Linked DNA regions of Sus scrofa: region 2 is linked to region 1. Evidence: chromatin contacts called from public HiChIP or PLAC-seq data. All regions are on one chromosome and are shown on one strand. Each heading gives the region's core, a stretch centred on a gene start, on an enhancer-like site or on the middle of the called end of the contact. The rest is flanking DNA. Distances are from core to core; before and after follow the strand shown.

Evidence for each region. HiChIP or PLAC-seq counts read pairs in DNA pulled down with a chosen protein or histone mark.
Region 2: an H3K27ac HiChIP or PLAC-seq map of alveolar macrophages shows a contact between it and region 1. The contact joins the promoter of DNAJC7 here to the promoter of COASY in region 1. A contact is called at or near these places in 1 of 5 promoter capture datasets (fetal liver) and 1 of 2 datasets of contacts at active chromatin or transcription factors (alveolar macrophages).

Annotation. Positions count from the first base shown.
Region 1 is chr12:20,261,311-20,264,010 of Sscrofa11.1, reverse strand. COASY (Coenzyme A synthase) reads left to right here and starts at 1,279. Exons shown (of 10, transcript NM_213789.1): 1 at 1,279-1,346; 2 at 1,755-2,462. The coding sequence starts at 1,766.
Region 2 is chr12:20,724,464-20,727,293 of Sscrofa11.1, reverse strand. It overlaps DNAJC7 (dnaJ homolog subfamily C member 7), which reads right to left and starts at 1,357. Exons shown (of 15, transcript XM_003131409.5): 1 at 1,195-1,357. The coding sequence starts at 1,271.

The sequences.
Region 1 (2,700 bases), core at 30-2,529:
TCATGTCCACCAGATGACCTCCTCGAACAGTGACTCTGCAGGCATATGAGACTGTGTGTCCATATGTCTCAGGGAATTTCCTGAAAGTGTGCAGTTTGCGTCTTCAATTGGGTCCTGTAAAACTCAGCTTAAGATATCTTTGCGAAAATTGTGGTCTCAGAGTTCCCTCGTGCCTCACCACATTAAGGATCCAGCATTGTCACTGCTGTGACTTGGGTCAGTGCTGTGGCCTGGCTTCGATCCCTGGCCCGGGAACTTCCACATGCCACAGGCAAGGCAAAAAAAAAAAAGAAAAAAAGCTTGGCCTCAAGTCCTTAAGTCCTTATAACTCTTCCATCCTTGACTCTAGGATTAGATCCAGGTTCTGTGGGGCCAGAGGCATATACATTTGGGGAGACCTCTTTAGGAATAATACAAAAAAAAAAAACAAAAAACAAAAACAAAATTAAGTATGAAAGTGAGCATTTATTTAGTTTGGGAAAATAAACCACAGCACATTACTGCAATTTCCCAGATGGCAACTTGGCTTTGCTTCTCGAGGACGACTGCCAATTCCACCCTCTCCAGCGCTCATTAGGTAAACCCTTGCCACTAAGTCTCTCCTTTCTCCTGTTCACAAGGTCTACCTTCTGGCAGCTCTACTGAGCTCCCACACAGAGCTTTCCTGCTATTATCTCTGGAAAACTGGCGTATCACTAACTCTGGGTGATGTGGGGAGTACTGCACGGGAGCCACGGCACATGACCTCGGTCCTCACCTCCCTAAATATCCCTGGAACATACAGGACCTCAATTTCTCCATCTGTGAAACTGGGTGGTGGCACAGGGGTGTGTGTGGGGGGGACGGTTCTGTGATCTCGCACATGAGGATCCTAGACTGGGAGGACGCCAGTCGCTGGGCTGGGGACACCAAGCCCTAATTTAAGTACTACCCTATAACCTCCACCGCCGTCCCCGCGATTTATTAAGAGGGGAAGCCAGTTGTTAGTTCTACTTTAGCCGCTGTCTCCTGGGTGACCTAGCTAAAGCCAGTCTCTTCTCTCAGAGTCTGAAGGGCACCCGTGAAACGGGCTTTCCAGCCGACCTTGCTCTATTAGTCCAGGCACGTCAGATTCTCTAAATGTGGTCTCACGCCACCTCCCAACTACCGAGCTCCGCCTCTCTGCAAAGGCAGGCGCCCCGCTCCATGAAAAATCTCGCGAGAATCCCTCGACTCACCAAAGTTGAGATTTTTGGCCTTTTCCAGGTTCCGTAGCTCGGAGTCGCAGCGCCGGAACTAGTGTTAACGGGTCGCGGCGGGGGAAGACTCCGCGGTGGTGCACGCGGAACCAAAGTCCGGAGGTCTCAGTAAGTAGGGGACCGACCCGAACCTCAGCGGCCCCCTCTAGTCCCCTCCTCCGATTCCTTGAAGATATTGGTGATTATCAAGAGCGCCCAGGATTTCTGAATCCCCAGCCTAATGACTTAGCAGCTCCTGCCTATTTCACTCCTCCCAAGTTTTCGATTCAATTCTGCGAATTCACTGCTCCATCTGAGTTGATAAACCGAGATTTAGAGCGTAGCCCCGAGGCGCCGTTTCCTGGGCCCTGTCCCCTCCCCCGGGTCTCTCTCAGTCCGCCCTGAGACCCCGTCCCTGGTCCAAGTCCCCTCTCTTAGGTCCACGTCCCTCCTCTTAGGTCCAGGTCCCCCAGTTGTCTTCGGCCTCAGCCACATAGCTCTCAGTCACCCTCGCCTTGTCTCCTTGACCGTCCACAGGCCGGGCCATCATGGCTGTATTCCGATCGGGCCTCCTGGTGCTGACAACGCCGCTGGCCTCCCTGGTCCCTCGCCTGGCCCCCATCCTGACCTCGGCGGCCCGGCTTGTGAATCACACGCTCTATGTACACCTGCAGCCCGGCATGAACCTGGGGGGCCCGGCTCAGCCCCAGTCTAGCCCCGTGCAGGCCACATTTGAAGTTATCGATTTCATCACGCACCTCTATGCTGGCGCCGATCTCCACAGGCACCTGGACGTCAGAATTTTGCTGACCAATATCCGAACCAAGAGCTTTCTCCCTCCCCTGCCTAGCTCGGTCCAGAACCTGGCCCACCCACCGGAAGTAGTGCTGACTGACTTCCAGACCCTGGATGGAAGCCAGTACAACCCGGTCAAGCAACAGCTAGAGCGTTATGCCACCAGCTGTTACAGCTGTTGTCCGCAGCTGTCTTCGGTGCTGCTATACCCCGATTATGGGCCCGGAATGCTGCCTGTGCAGCCCCTAGATGTCCCTTTACCCTCCACCATCAGGCCGGCCTCCCCCGTGGCCAGGTCTGCAAAGCAACCAGTGCGTGGCCACCAGCGAGGGGCTGTAGGTGGCACCTTTGACCGCCTACACAATGCCCACAAAGTGTTGCTCAGTGTGGCCTGCATCCTAGCCCAGGAGCAGCTTGTGGTGGGAGTGGCAGACAAAGACCTGTTGAAGAGTGAGTGAGAGAGACCCTGGATTAGGGCAGTTTTACCCCCACCCCACCCCCAACCCCAGGCCAAGACTGAGGAAGAGTAGGGTGGTCCAGTACTTCCTGCCCCTTCGCACATGTAACCGTGCGTGGCACTCAGTTCATGCTGAGGACATTTTTTAAATGAATAAATGCAGCTTTCTAGGTGTGTGGTCTAGTCACCAATCAGGATTCCCCCAAATGTGGAGCCAAGGAATCTGCACTT
Region 2 (2,830 bases), core at 108-2,607, 460 kb before region 1:
CAGGGGCCTACTCCACTTTGTGAGGCTCTTGGCTTCCAAGAGGTCAGGAACTTGGGACACTGACTGCAATAACCATCCTTAAACTTGGTAACTATTCATCTGCCTCCCTGAGCACCCCTTATGTTTCAAACCTGGACAGTAAAAACACACAAACAAACAAACAAAATACCCCTCAGAATCCTGACTGCAGATCTCATGAACTACGCACCACCTGAAACCACCCAGACTGAAGCCATATGGGCTTGATATAAAGATATGCAATAAGTAGGAAGGAGAACGAGGGAACCGTAGTCAATTAAGTTGCGCCTGATAAGGAAAGGGCTCCAAACTTCCAGAACCTTTTCGTGAATTCCGCTCCAGCATTAGGACAAGTATGACTACCCACAACTGTGTTCCAACCCCACTCCAATAACCTGCTTTAGCTGTAGCCAAAACCCAGAGTGTTCTCGAAAACCACTCACTCAGCAGCTCCCTTGGCTAGTCCGGACTGGCAATCTCGAGCCACTGCGGCTGCCCAGCAGCGCCAACAGCGCCCAAGCAGCTGGCCTCCTTCTTGCTGCTTAAGAAATAGTCCTGGGGAAAATGAGGATCTTAGGAAGGACGGAGGGGGACGGGGGGCTGGGCGTGCAGACCATGAGACAAGCCCCTCACCCTTCTTTATCACCTTCAACTTCTAGGGCAACCGAGGGGCCACCAGGTCAATAATGAAGACACACAATCACCTCGGGCCAGACTAGTACTCGCTGGGGTATAACTACGGAGGAAAGGGAGAGAGAAAAGAGGGTTCTGGCGATGCAAAGTGCTGATAGACAACAATGTGCAGAAGTTAGCAAGAGGAGGAGGGGGTCGGGGGCGATGTAAGAAGTCGTCATCACCACTGCGCCGCCTCCCCCACCCCGCAACAAACCTCCCAGATCCCCTCAGAGACCTGGCCTCTGCAATGAGGACGACCTTCCTCTCTGCTGGGGAAACAAGGCCGAGCCTCAGCTCCCCAGCCAGGCGGAAGCTGGAGGGAAGGGCCGACCTCCGAGAGCGCCCCTTCAGGGGGTCCATCCGGACTCGAGCCCAGATTGGGGGGGGGGGGTCTCGGAGGGCGGGGCATCGCCTCGACAGGGGCTGCACCACGGCAAGGACGGGGTTCCCGGAGCCACGGAGCTTAAGCTCGCCCGTTCCCCTACCCTGCCACCCGGTTACCTCTTCGCTTCCTCGTCGTCGAGCAGCTCTGGCCCGGTCGCCGCCATTACCACATCGCACTCCGCGGCAGCCGCCATCTTACCGCCGGGACCAGAGAGCCGGGTGGGAGGCCGGCGGTGAAGAGCACTTCCGGTCGGACCATCGAGCAGCTCGGCGGCGCTGCGCCCAGAGGGGTTCCCTCGGGCCCGTCTACCAGCGAGAGGCTCTGCTTGGGGCCAGAGCGGCCTCCCGCCCTCGGAGGTCCACGGTGGTCTCCGCCCTGGGGCGGGGACCCAGAGACGGTTCCTGTGCGTAGGGGGCGCCACTTTACCCTTGGGTCGGACGAGGGATACAGGCTGCTGTCTCCTCTCTAGGCTTTGGCTTTTCTCAGTATTCTGAGAGCCTCGTTGCCATAACAACTTCCAATCCTAGAGAGTCTCCCGTGAGGCTCGGAGAGTCGGACTGGGTAGGGATCCTGTGACCTGGAGGGAAAGAGCCCCCCCCCCCCACTACTATCTTTTCGACCTTGAGAGTGTGTCCACAGCTTCCTTCACGAAAGGAAAGAAGAGACACTTTGAGTCCTTCTTCCCCAGCGTTCATCGGCCCCTAGAAGCCCTGCCCAACCAAGCCAGAGGAACGCAGGGCGTCTTCACACCGCGCCTTTCATCCCCTCTGGATCTCCAAGCACCAACTGGTTCATCACCCTAATGACGCTGACCCTTTGATGAGGCTGCTTTCATGTCAGCCTCCGGGAGTGCCATCTCAGCATTAAACCTAGGGAGGGTGGCATGGGGCCCCAGACTCTGCTCTGGAGTTTATAAGGCAGCTCACGGGGTGAGGTCCCTTCTCCACAGTGTCCCCATTGCTCTCAACCCTTATGTAAACTCCCTGCTCAGCACGCTTGTCTTGTCAAATGCAGTCTGGATCGGGAACTCAGAGAGGGCAAGGACACAGCCTGATCATCTTTTTAGCAACTCCCTTCACTCAAACCAATAATATTTGTGGCCTTGAATTGTATTGGGGTTTCCTGAGGTTAAATTGGGGGAGTTTGAAGTTAAAAATTAAAGTTAACCGGTACTGGAGTTCCCGTCGTGGCTCAGCAGAAACGAATCTGACTAGCATCCATGAGGACACAGGTTCCATCCCTGGCCTTGCTCAGTGGATTAAGGATCTGGCGTTGCCCTGAGCTGTGGTGTAGGTCGCAGAGGTGGCTCAGATCTGGCGTTGCTGTGGCTGTGGTGTAGGTTCCCTAGCCTGGAAACCTCCATATGCTGTGGGTGCGGCCCTAAAAAAAGATTAAAAAAAAAATTAGAGTTAATGGATACTAAAATAAGAGGGGCTCAAGGGAATTTAAAAAGGATTTATCCCCCTTCTTCAGTAAAACAGTCTGTGCCATTGTTGGTAAGTTGCCTGCATGGCCCCTGCCTATCACAGTGCTGAGGAAGCTAAATCACACCTAGCACCTGGGGAACAGAGGATGGGAGAGGCTCAGGTTTTTGGAAGAGAAAAGTCGTTCATCCAGCCAGTCATTCAGCAGCCCTCTCTAAAGTGCCTACTTTTTGCTAGGTTGGGAAGGCACAGACTCGGACCACCTGCCCCATTTGCCAGTGGCTTGGCAGCCTACAGTCTAATGCAGAAGGCCATCTGTCTTTAAGTA